Linked DNA regions of Sus scrofa: all the other regions are linked to region 3. Evidence: chromatin contacts called from public Hi-C and HiChIP or PLAC-seq data. All regions are on one chromosome and are shown on one strand. The core of a region is the stretch at or near the end of the contact, and the rest is flanking DNA. Distances in the headings are between cores, read along the strand shown.

Region 1 (3,647 bases), core at 256-2,755, 90 kb after region 3:
GTGGGGGCACAGGGGACAGCCCTGGGGAAGAGGGGCTGGTGGGGGTGCTCGCAGGGGGCAGCTTCGTCTCCATGGCGGCCAGGCAGCAGGTCAAGCATTCAGCGCGCCTGAGGTTCCCTCTGGGCCCAGAGGACGCTGAGTGAGGCTGGGCTGACTAACTTGGGTCCATCCTGTGTGGTGGGTGGGGGGGGGCACAACCACAGTCCTGGGCCCCCCCCTCAAGGGCCTTCGGCAACTGCCCAGTTCTGGGGGACAAGCGCGGTAGAGAGGAGGATGGCTCAGGTTTCAGGATCTTCCTGGGGGTCCCTGGGGGTCCGAGGAGTCCACTTAGGGTTCCCACCCTGGCTCTTTTGAAGAAGTCAGGGCAGAGCGGTTGGCAAGAAAGAGACAGAGAGAGCCCATCAGTTCTTTCAGGACAGCGTGTGGGGCTGCTGCTCAGTGTCCAGGTCCTCTTCCCTGCAAACCTTGCTCAGACCCTAAGCAGAGGTACAGCCCACTCCCCGAGGGGACCCGTCCCTCCCTTCTCCCAGACCAAAAGGCCCCTGGCTCCAAAACAACCCCACTCGAAATAGGGCCTCTCCCCTAAGCCAGACCCTACCTAGAATGGGACCCGGTTCCTGCTCCACTAATCCGGGTCACCAGGGACTTCCCCAAGAATGGGAGCCGGGTGCCCATGCCACCTCCTTCCTAGAACCCGGCACCCTCCCCCCACCTCGGCTTCTTCTTCACCCCCAAATCTCATCTGGACCCCGGGTGGCGGGGACACTCACTTCTCAGAAGCCCAGACTTTTGTCGCCGACCCCCCCTTCCCCCCCCTGAACTGCGGGTGGGGCGGGGAGCGGCTGTTCAGGGCCCCTTCGCAGCGGTTCGGTTCGGGGCGCTGGAGCTGGGCGGCGGCGCTCCTGGGTTCTCTCTCCGGTTCCGGGGGGGCCGGAGCATGCCCCTAACTCAGCCCCGGGTCGGGGCGCGGGCGCCTGGGGGCTCGCTGGCCGAGGCAGCGCGCAGACCTCTCCTTAAGTCGTGGGACCCGACCCGCGCGGCACCGCGGGAGCCCTGGCTCTGTGCGCACCGGCACCCGCCGCCCAGCTGCTCACGATGACATCAAGTCACCTCCCCCAGTCGGCCCGCACATCCCCGCGGGTTTGGGGGGCGGGGGGGGGGGGCGCTGCGTCAGGAAGTTCCCGCCGGGGGCAGCTGGGAGATGTAGTCTCGACACCGCTTAAAGCGGGCGGGCTACCTGACCAAAGGGGTAATCCCTGCGGGCGCCCGGGCACCAGACTGAAGCAGAGCGGGATGGGTCCAACTGGGGCTGGGCTCCTGGGTTCTGGAAGGGAGACCGCAGGAGGAGAGAGGAAGACTCAGGAGTCTGCACCAAGAAGCTGCAGGTGATGCCAGGACTTTGGCAGGAAAGCGGCCCAATCTTATGTCAGGCTCAAAGATTGGGCCTGCCCCAGGCATTCCACCCCCCAGGGAGCTCCATCTTCCCCTCAGAAGGGCTGGACACTTCAAATGGTAGCAAACGGCACCGGACTGGTTAATAGTCTGCAGTGAGCCAGCGCCTGCTGGGAGGGGTGTGGTGCCCCCAAGCCTGCTGGGAAATGCAGTCCTTCCTCAGGCCTGCAGTCCCCCTCCCATCCCTTGCCGTCTAAGGTGACATCATACTCTGGGTTTAAAGGGCCAGCCTAGGAGCAGCAACCCATCAGAGCAGGAGGTGCTCCTTGGTGCTGTCACCCGACCCCAGGCAAGCTGGCCTCTCTGGATGGAACTCTCAGCCTTTAGGGCCCTAAGATGTGCTACGGGGGTCTCATGTCCAAAACCGGCCTGCAGGGTATCCAAGGCATGAGTGGAATCCCATGTTTGGCATTCCTGCCAAAAGTTCCCAGCTGGCAGTCCTGGGCCCCCTTCCTAGCACCCTGGCCCCCAACATCCATCATTCCCCTGGACTCAGTTGCCTACACTTCGCTGTGAAATCCCCACACGGAAGCTTGGCCTGGATGAACAACTGGTCCGCGGGAGCATCAGGAGTGGGCAATGGAGTCGGGGAGGGGGCTGTGGCCCTCTTCAGGGTCTTCCTCACCCTGCCTTAGGCCTTGTTGACCACTCAGTGCCCCTGTAGAACCACCCAGCCACCTTCTGGGCTGCAGAGGGAGGCTGGGTGCCCCAGAGATGCCCACCTGCTAGAGCCATAAACCAAAGGCCACACTTTAGCCAGGCTGAGATCCAGGACTGAACCCTTTGCTCCACAGGCCTTGTCCCTCTGGCCTTTGGTGTCCTCGTCTGTCAAATGAAAATTCACCATCTCCTTCTTGCCCACTTCCCAGGCTCAGGAGATGAAGACTCTCCCATGGCCCTGCAGAAAAAAGCGGGGCATGGAGGTCGGGGAAGCAGGCCCACCAAGCCTTCTACAACCGGTCGAAGACCCTGAGGCCCAGAGAGGAAAAGTGCGTTGCCCAAGGTTATTAGCCTATCGTCAGAAGCTGGCACCACAGCCCAGGCCCCCACCTCCCAGCCTAAGTCAGGAGGACACCAGCTCCAGCTCCCCACCCCAGGTCCCCTGGCCCCCAACATCCATCATTCCCCTGGACTCAGTTGCCTGGACTCTTGAGGGTCTCCAGGCCAGGTAGGCCGTGGAGGGTGGGTGCTTTGTACAAAGGGCAAGCTCAGTTTGAGGACTGGGGCATGGAAGGTTGGAAGCCAGAGGTTAAGACTTCTTGGATCTCAAAATAGTTACAATGTTACATGAGGGGTGGAGAGTTGGGTTTTGTTTGTTTGTTTGTTTGTTTGTTTTTTAGGGTTGCACCTGCAGCATATGGAAGTTCCCAGGCTAGGGTTCAAATTGGAGCTGCACCTGCTGGCCTACACCACAGACACAGCAAACATATCCAAACCGTGTCTTCAGCCTACAATGCGGCTCACGGCAACGCCGGATCCTTAACCCACAGAGTGAGGCTAGGGATCAAACCTGCATCTTCATGGTTACCAGTCGGGTTCATTACCACTGAGCCACAAATGGGAATTCTGAAAATTATTTTTGCAATCATCTTTATTGAGATATCACTCACATTCCATAAAATTTACACATTTTGGTGTTATTGTTTAATGAGTATAAAATTTCCATTTTGCAAGATGAAAAAATTGAGGAGATTAGTTGCACAACAGTGTGAATATATATATATATATATATTTATTTATTTATTTATTTATTTTTTGGGCTGCATCTGTGGCATAGGGAAGTTTCCAGGCTAGGAGCTGAATCAGAGCTACAGCTGCCAACCTGAATCACAGCTACAGCAGCTAAGATCTGAGCTGCATTTGCAACCTACACCACAGCTCACAGCAGTACCAGATCCTTAACCCACTGAGCAGGGCCAGGGATCGAACCCACATCCTCATGGATACTAGTCGGGTTCGTTTCCACTGAGCCACAAAGGGAACTCAACGGTGTGAATATGCTTAACCCTACTGAATTGTACTTTTACAAATGGCTGCGACAGGAGCTCCCAGTGTGGCTCAGCAGTAACAAGACTGACTAGTATCCACGAGGAAGTGGGTTTGATCCCTGGCCCCACTCAGTGGGTTAAGGTTCCAGCGTTGCTGTGAGCTGTGGTGTAGGTGGCAGATACAGCTCTGATCTGGCGCTGTTGTGG
Region 2 (3,936 bases), core at 1,359-3,858, 72 kb before region 3:
GATTGTGTTGTCGGTTCACAATGAATTAAGGCACCTAGCACGGACAGGGCAAGGCAGTTAAAAACTGAGTAAGAGCGGAGCAAAGGGGAGTTCTCAAAGTGACTCAGCGGAAATGAATCTGATTAGTATCCATGAGGACACAGGTTTGATCCTTGGCTTCACTCAGTGGGTTAAGGATCTGGTGTTGCTGTGAGCTGTGGTGTAGGCCTCAGATGCGCCTCGGATCTGGCGTTGCTGTGGCTATGGTGTAGGTCAGCGGCTACAGCTCCCATTCAACCCCTAGCCTGGGAACCTCCATATGCCATGGGTGCAGCCCTAAAAAAAAAAAAAAGACCTCCCTGGAAAAAAAAGAGCAGAGCTAAGGCAAAAGACAGAAGCTAAGGTACCAGAAGGCTCCCAAGATGATGATCATAAAAAGGCTTGGAAGTTCACGAGGCGTTTCATCCTCCCTCAGTGATGATCTCACTCAGAGTAAAGAGCAGGATCCTCATCCCACCTCCAAGTCCCTCCAGAAGCGGCCCCTCCACCCCAGTCACCACCACCCGCCTCCTCCCTCAACTCCCTGCTGCACTCTCGATACACCAGACATGCTCTCTTGAGAACTTTTGCTCTTGCTGTTTCCTCCCCCAAATCCTTCTCCTCATGGCTGGCTCCTCCTCATCAAAGCCTTGCTCAAACGTCACCACCTCAGAGGGGCCTTCTCATACTTACCCTATCTAAAGACAGACCTCCCCCCCAACACATTATCTTTTCCTCTTGCTCTACATTTGCTCATAGCACTTATTACTACTTTTATTTGTGCGTTCACTTATTCAGAATTCCTGGGAGAAATTTCTCAGCATAGAAATCATGATTTCTTGCTGTTTGATGCTGGTATTAACATATAGAGGGGCACCTGCTCATTGAACCTGCTTCAAATCAGATCAAAGAACAGCGATTATGTGTTACTACACCCACTGCTGTGACAGTAGCAGAATAAGAATTGTCAGAACGAGTGCCAGAGGTTCCCGGAACATTCCTATAAACTGCAGGCAGATCCATAGGACCAAGGACATGCGGGTCCAAAATTATTACAGAGAACTGAAGAGTGCGTTTCTTCAACACAGGACAGAAGCTAGTGTGGATGACAGCTGAACATTGTCTAGCACTGTCTTGAGTAGAGAATAAAGGGGGAAGAAGGGGCAAAACCCCTTTATATGATCTTTGTGTGTTACTGTCATACACTTTCTGTCTCTTCGCTTCATTGAAAAAAGAGAAAGCAAGGGGAAAGAGGGAAAGGGCAAGGAAGGAATGAAATAGAGAGAAAAAGGAAGAAAAGGGGAAAAAAAAGTGAGAGAGAAAGAGTGATAAGCTCATGTTCAAGACAGACCTGAATCAGCGAACAAAGCTACCACTAATGAGAGAAACTAATCATTACTGAGCCGTCCTTACTGTTGGAAATTCTAAGTGCTTCAGATAAATTCGTTTCTTTTAAAAATTTCATTTGTCCTTTCTTTTCTTTGGTCCCCAAAACAACCCTCTGAGAACAGTTAATACTGTTTGATGACTCGTCATCAAACCACAAAGGCTCTGAGAGAGAGGCGTGAGAGTGGATTAATGTCAGGGCAGGACTGGAATCTGGCTTCCCCAACAAAGGAGGAACTGGGGAATATGGGACTGTGTGGAGTGTGTCCCAGTAGGAGAATCACCTGTGGCTGAGATGAACTTGTTGTAGTTCTCATACACCAGGGTCTGCATGTCGCTGTCTAGAGCCCGGATCTGCCGCACCATATCGGTCTCACTGTCCATCAGCTGGGCCAGTGGGCATTCTCTACGCAGCTGGAAGAAATCGGGTGGTTAGTGTTCAGGACAGGGGGCACCCATGTCCTCCAGCCTTGCCCCTAACTGGTAGGCTTTCGGTGCAAGAAAACTCTGATCTCAACCCTGTCAGGGCTCTCAGGTAAGGAGCCTACAAGTAGCATAGCTCGGGAATTACCAGGTTGGACTCTATTAGGAATGTGTCAGCGTTTGAAATCCTCAGATGCTGTCACGGACCAGTTCTACGCCTGTCGGCGCCAGGGCCACGCCCCGTATCTCGGGTCTGTTCGAACATCGGTCCAGGAGACCTCAGACTTCGCACCATCTCAGGCCAGTACGAGTTTCCCCACGCCCTCTTATCCTCCAGCTCTGCCCCTACTGCCCGGCCCAGGGTCGTCCTGCTTTTATGAACCTCTGCTCCCCTCATCTGGGGGTGCAGTATATCGAGGGCCTGTCCCCCTCCCTCCCCCATACACACACCTTGTCCAGATACACTTCCGGGTCGAAGTGCGCCCCATTGAGGTCTGTCGGGTCCAGGGGGTCCGGCCCCACGGGGCGCCCCGCCGCCTCACCCTCTGAAAGGCCGTAGTAAAGTTTCAGCATCCCGTGCGCCTTCCGCCGACGCTCCGGAGCGTCCGCCTCGGGCCCCTCCGGGGAGCCCCCAGGTCCAGACCCCGGCCCAGGCCCAGCGGCTGCCGCCGCCATGGCTCCAACTGCAGCCCACGGGCGTGAGGCTGGGCAGGGGACCGGGAGGAGGCACTTCCGGGAGCCATAGAGTTGCTGCAACGAGGCAGTCCTTCAGGTGAAACGTCCCCCCGCAGCCCTGAGTCCTTCGAGACTAGAGTTCCCACCCCGCATTCTTCCTCCCCAAGCGAGGGGTTCCTGAGAGCCCTGGTTCCCCCAGCTTCTCAGGCGTAAGGATTTTGTGGAACTGTCCTCCCAGAAGGAGGGCGGCTTGTGGCTTCCAACCCCGCACCCTCGCAGGCAAGAGCCCACGCAATACGTCCCTAGACTCGGTGGACAGAGCGCGGGCCGTGGAGCCAGAGAGCTTATGCCTGGCATTCTGCCACTACCTTGTTACGGGAGCAGCAGTTTCAGTTTCCCCCGGATTCCTAATATTGGGGTACATATTTCGCAAGGGAGGTACGAGGATTAAATGCAGGCACAGTGCCTCTAGCGCAGCGTTTTGCATGGCCTGGTCCTCTGATGTTCATCAGAATGGCTTCAGAATTACCCGTAGCAGCACCTTGAGAAGCGGACTCCCTTCAGCTCTAGCTTCTCTCTCTCTTTTAAGTCCTGAAGTAGTTCTGGTGCACTTGAATTTGAGAACTCCCATTATACTGTGCTTAGAAGACACACTTGGCAAACCTTAAGTGACTGATGGAATGTGCTAAGTGAGGGGTTGGGTGGAGATGGTGAAGATAATTCTCAGGTTTTCTTTGAACAAAGTTACAGCTCACCTAGGTGAAGAGCTGAAGATAGGGAACGACTTAGAGTACAGATTGAGACATGCCGAGTTTGAATGGATGAAAAAGGAGAAAAAGGCTTCATCAGTGTGGTCCTTGAAATATTACTTATGATGGACTGAGGGGAACCAGGGGTGGAACAGAAACAACTTTATTTATTCTTTGGCAGGGATCCTGCAGGCCAAACACAGCCCTCCACCTGTTTTCATATTGCCTGTAAGCTAAGAATTTTTTCCCCTTTTTAAATGGTTGAAAAAGAATGACATTTCATGATATGCAAAAGTTATATGAAATTTATATTTCAGTGCCTATAAATAAATAGCTTTATGGGAACACATCATGCTCATTTGTTTACATATTACCTATGTCTGCTTTTGCACTACAAAGCACAGTTGAGTGGCTGCAACAGAATCATATGGTTGGCAACACCTAAAACATTTATTATCTGTTCTTTCACACAAAAAGTTTGCTGACTCAATGAATGGGATGTTTAGAGGGTATATAAAAATACACGTGAAGATTTCAGCTTATGAAGCTATAATCTTAGGAAAAATGAAGAGAATACAAAGATTTAGATCTACTCCAAGAAATCTATAAACTGAAAAAAAGTTGCAGTTCCCATCGTGGCTCAGCGGTTAACAAATCCGACTAGGAACCATAAGGTTGCAGGTTC
Region 3 (4,037 bases), core at 289-2,788:
CGCGTCTGCGACCTATACCACAGCTCATGCAACGCTGGATCCTTAACTCACTGAGCGAGGTCAGGGATGGAACCTGAGTCCTCATGGATACTAGTCGGGTTCCTTACCACTCTGCCACCACAGGAACTCCCTCTCTGCACTTCTTTTAAAGGAAAAGTCCAGAACCAAAAGGCCCCAGGTGAGGTGCCTCTTCCATTGGACCTGACCTTCCAGGGCTCATTCTTTTCAGCCACACCGCCTTCCCAGACAGTCCTCTGAACACCCCGGCTGAGTTCCTCCCTGGAGGCCGTTCCACGTGCTGTTCCCTTTCCTTAAACAATTTCCCCAGACATCTACGTGGTGCCTCCCTCACCGCCCTGCCTTTCCTCAACTAGTACCTTCTCAGTATGGCCCTCTTTGACTACCTTATTTAAACTGCCTTAATTGCCACACATTATATATTTTACCTATTTTGTTAGCTAACATCTTTCTCCTTTCTCCCCTCAGCCTTACACAGAGCATCCTTAAAGATACGGGTATTTTTGTTTGTTTGTTTTGCTGTTTTATCCCAGCCCCCAGAACAGTGCCTGGTCCACAGCAGGCGCTCAAAAAACGTCTACTGGATGAGTGAATTCCCTGTGCCTTTCTCAGAGTTCGTCAAAACAGACGTGACGTGAAGATTCAAGTTATTTGCGCACATAAATGTCTTCTCTCCCCTGCTAAGGGGAGCTTGGGGGTCCAGATCTTATTGTCCAGCTCTTGGACCACAGCCTCTCCGGGGATAGGGGGCTGGCAAAGAGGAGTGATGCCTGCCAGTGGGACTCAGAAGGTCAGCAGGGCTCTCGGGCCTACAAGCTGTCCGATGTGGTGACACCGGCCGGGAGGCAACCAAGCGCTGGACCCAGCGGCAAAATTACCCGCAGAGTCCATATCCACCTGCCACCTGCGCCCAGTGCTGAGGGCGGGGCCCACACGCCCCCGGGATTCCGACCTTGAGGGCGCGGCCGGGGCCTGGCACCCTTTGACAGGGGGAGGAGGCGGTCAGGACCGGGGAGAACGGCGGCCCAACGCACGGGCCAGACCGACGGGTGGTAGCGTTCGAGTCACCTCCGGGCCTCACCTCCCCCTACACTGGGACATCAGGCCCGGCCGCTGCGCCTTTACTCCCATACCTTTGGCCTTGGGAAGAAGTCCCCCCCCCGCCCTGAGCCGGTGGTACGGCCTCCTCCCGGCCCCCTGCCAAAAGCGATGGTAGGGCCCACGTGAGTGACGCAGAAGGGCAGTTGGTACGGGCCAGCCGGCCGCACATCCCGCTCCCGGCAGGGGGCGCCTGAAACCGCCCGCCCGGTGGGAGCCCCCCCAGCATCCCGCTACCCTCGCGGCTCCGGCGCCGGGGAGGATACAGCATTAGCAGTCGCAGCTCTCGCTCTTTCTGCTTCATCTTCTTCAGAATGGTCAGAAGCCCCATGTCCCAGTAGCCCCCTCCCAGCCGCTGTTTCTTCCTAGTCCCGGGACCCCTTTCCCTGCTCCTATTGGCTATCAAGCCCATCGACAGCACAGCCTATTGGCTGGCTTCTCGCTTGGTCCCGCCCTCGCCCCACGTGACCGCGAAGCCGCCCGGCGGCGCTGCGTTGGATGGTCCCTCTAGCGGTACTGGGGGGCTTCTGCGCGGCAACCTGCGTTAACCCTTCGCATTCCGAGCGACTGGGTGACGAGAGCACTGCCATTCTTTTCCTTCCAGGACCCAAAGTCCAAAGATAATGGTAGAGAACGGAAACCTCAAGTTCCTGGGTTGTGTTTTGGCTGCATAGGGAGTTGGAGTTCCGACTCCTGAGAGCCCCAAGGATGTTGACATCACCCTGGGGCTGATAGAAGGCGCTGTTTCCCGGAGACGTGGTCCAGATCCTGCTTATCTTGGGCCGGGGCATCATCCTAAACCTGCCACTTACAAGGCTTACCCCCTTTCCTTGGCTTCTGAAGTCATGGAGGGTACTCTGGGAATTCTCCATCCAGGGTGGAACTTCCCCTTAGGTGCCGTTTGGAAATGTGTGGGGGCATCAGTGGATTTGTCCCCGTTACAAGATAACATACCTGTCATTTAGAGGGCAGGGGACAGATATCCACAAAGGATTGTCCCACCCAAGATGCTCGTGCTCATTGTTTCTCTATTGAGAAGCACAGTTTTTCATTTTGCCTATGAGAAAGCTGAGGCTCATGTGGTGCTTAGCACAGTGCCTGACTTACACTAGGTGCTCAATAAATATTTGTTGTTGGATATTTTTGTTGTTGACTTTGTGCAAGAGCTTGGTTCTTTACCTTAGTGCTCAAGTCCAGAAATTGTGAGGAAGTGGAGGCCAGGGACAAGGCAGATTGTAAACTCAGAAGGTTGAGCCCTGTTGTCTTATTCTGAGCCCTTCTCCCAGGCCACTACAGGACAAATGTGAGTAGGCAGCAGAGTAGGCTCTGTCTGATGCTTGGGAAAGGTCATGCACCAGCTGAAGATAATGGCTAACTTCTGTGTAATTTTACAAAGCATTCACTTTTTTTTTTTTTTTAAGCATCGCACCTGAGGCATATGGACATTCCCAGGCTAGGGGTCGAATCAGAGCTACAGCTGCTGGCCTCTGCCACAGCCACAGCCATGCCAGGTCCAAGCCACATCTGTGACTTACACCGCAGCTCATGGCAATGTTGGATCCTTAACCCACTAGTTGGATTTGTTACCGCTGAGCCACAACAGGAACTCCAGGAATTCGTGCTCTTGAGGAAATAAAATCTTTGGCAGAATACCTTTGGAAGAAAACTAGGAGAGAATATCTCTAGAGCTGTGGTTATATATAGCTGAATATATGCATATATTCACGAGAAAGAATCATGAGATTTAAATACTTAAATCCTGACAGTTGTGAAGCTGGCTTTAAAGCAAGAGTTTCTTGAGGCTAAGTAAGTGGATGGTAACTTGAAGATAGAGTTCTAGATGCCTTTTATTTATTTATTTATTTATTTTGTCCTTTTGCCTTTTCTAGGTCCGCTCCTGCGGCGTATGGAGGTTCCCAGGCTCAGGGTCTAATCGGAGCTGTAGCTGCCAGCCTATGCCAGAGCCACAGCAACACGGGATCCGAGCCGCATCTGCAAACTACACCACAGCTCATGGCAATGCCAGATCCTTAACCCACTGAGCAAGGCCAGGGATCGAACCTGAAACCTCATGGTTCCTAGTTGGATTCATTAACCACTGTGCCACCACGACGGGAACTCCCTCTAGATGCCTTTTAAAAGGGTGTGTTTACTCAATGTCTGGGGAGGAAAATTTGGCATTTTGAGAGGTGTAATGTTTTTGTTTTTGTTTTTGTTTGTGGAAGTTCCTGGGCCAAGCATCAGACCCTCGCTGCGGTTACAGCATGTGCCATAGCTGTGGCAACACCAGATCCTTAACCCACTGTACCACAAGGGAACATCTAAGGTATAACCTTTTTGATCCTAATGGTCCACTTCCTGTGTCACCTTTAAAATCATAAAGGAAACTATTGGTCATTCTTGAACAATGAACACCACCAACGACAAAAGCCAGAGGAAAAAACCCTGCTTAGGGAGTTCCTGTCATGGCACATTGGAAACATATCTGACTAGGAACCATGAGGTTGCGGGTTCCATCCCTGGCCTCGCTCAGTGGGTTCAGGATCCGGTGTTGCTGTGAACTGTGGTGTAGGTCGCAAACTCAGCTTGGATCTGGCATTGCTGTGGTTGCAGTGCAGGCCGGCAGCTGTAGCTCTGATTGGACCCCTAGCCTGGGCACCTCCATATGCCGAGGGTGCGGCCCTAAAAAGGAAAAAAAAAAAGCAAACAAACCCTGCTTAAGTGTAATTTGATCAGGAGACAGGTTGCAGGGTGGAGGGATGGGCTAGGGGTTTGCTATAAAATTGGGTCGTGATGATCATTGTTCAACTATAAATGTAATGAAATTCATTGAGTAATTAAAAAAAGTGTAATTATTGCTCCTTAAGCATTAGCAAGAAATAGATCTAAGTATTTTATTTATATATTTGTATATATAAATA

What was found. A called contact is a pair of places that touch in the nucleus more often than the background predicts. HiChIP or PLAC-seq counts read pairs in DNA pulled down with a chosen protein or histone mark.
Region 1: a contact with region 3 is called in a Hi-C map of liver, with 3 times the contacts expected there. The contact joins the promoter of PPP2R5B here to the promoter of ARL2 in region 3. A contact is called at or near these places in 1 of 5 promoter capture datasets (liver), 16 of 47 Hi-C or Micro-C datasets (alveolar macrophages, brain, embryonic fibroblasts and 9 more) and 2 of 2 datasets of contacts at active chromatin or transcription factors (alveolar macrophages and skeletal muscle).
Region 2: an H3K27ac HiChIP or PLAC-seq map of alveolar macrophages shows a contact between it and region 3. The contact joins the promoter of VPS51 here to the promoter of ARL2 in region 3. A contact is called at or near these places in 2 of 5 promoter capture datasets (liver and skeletal muscle), 3 of 47 Hi-C or Micro-C datasets (fetal liver and liver) and 1 of 2 datasets of contacts at active chromatin or transcription factors (alveolar macrophages).

What each region holds. Positions count from the first base shown.
Region 1 is chr2:7,255,291-7,258,937 of Sscrofa11.1, forward strand. It overlaps PPP2R5B (serine/threonine-protein phosphatase 2A 56 kDa regulatory subunit beta isoform), which reads right to left and starts at 1,506. Exons shown (of 14, transcript XM_005660724.3): 1 at 771-1,506; 2 at 1-347. The coding sequence starts at 73.
Region 2 is chr2:7,092,290-7,096,225 of Sscrofa11.1, forward strand. VPS51 (vacuolar protein sorting-associated protein 51 homolog) reads right to left here and starts at 2,609. Exons shown (of 10, transcript XM_003122565.5): 1 at 2,278-2,609; 2 at 1,689-1,818. The coding sequence starts at 2,502.
Region 3 is chr2:7,165,486-7,169,522 of Sscrofa11.1, forward strand. It overlaps ARL2 (ADP-ribosylation factor-like protein 2), which reads right to left and starts at 1,539. Exons shown (of 5, transcript XM_003122549.5): 1 at 1,383-1,539. The coding sequence starts at 1,528.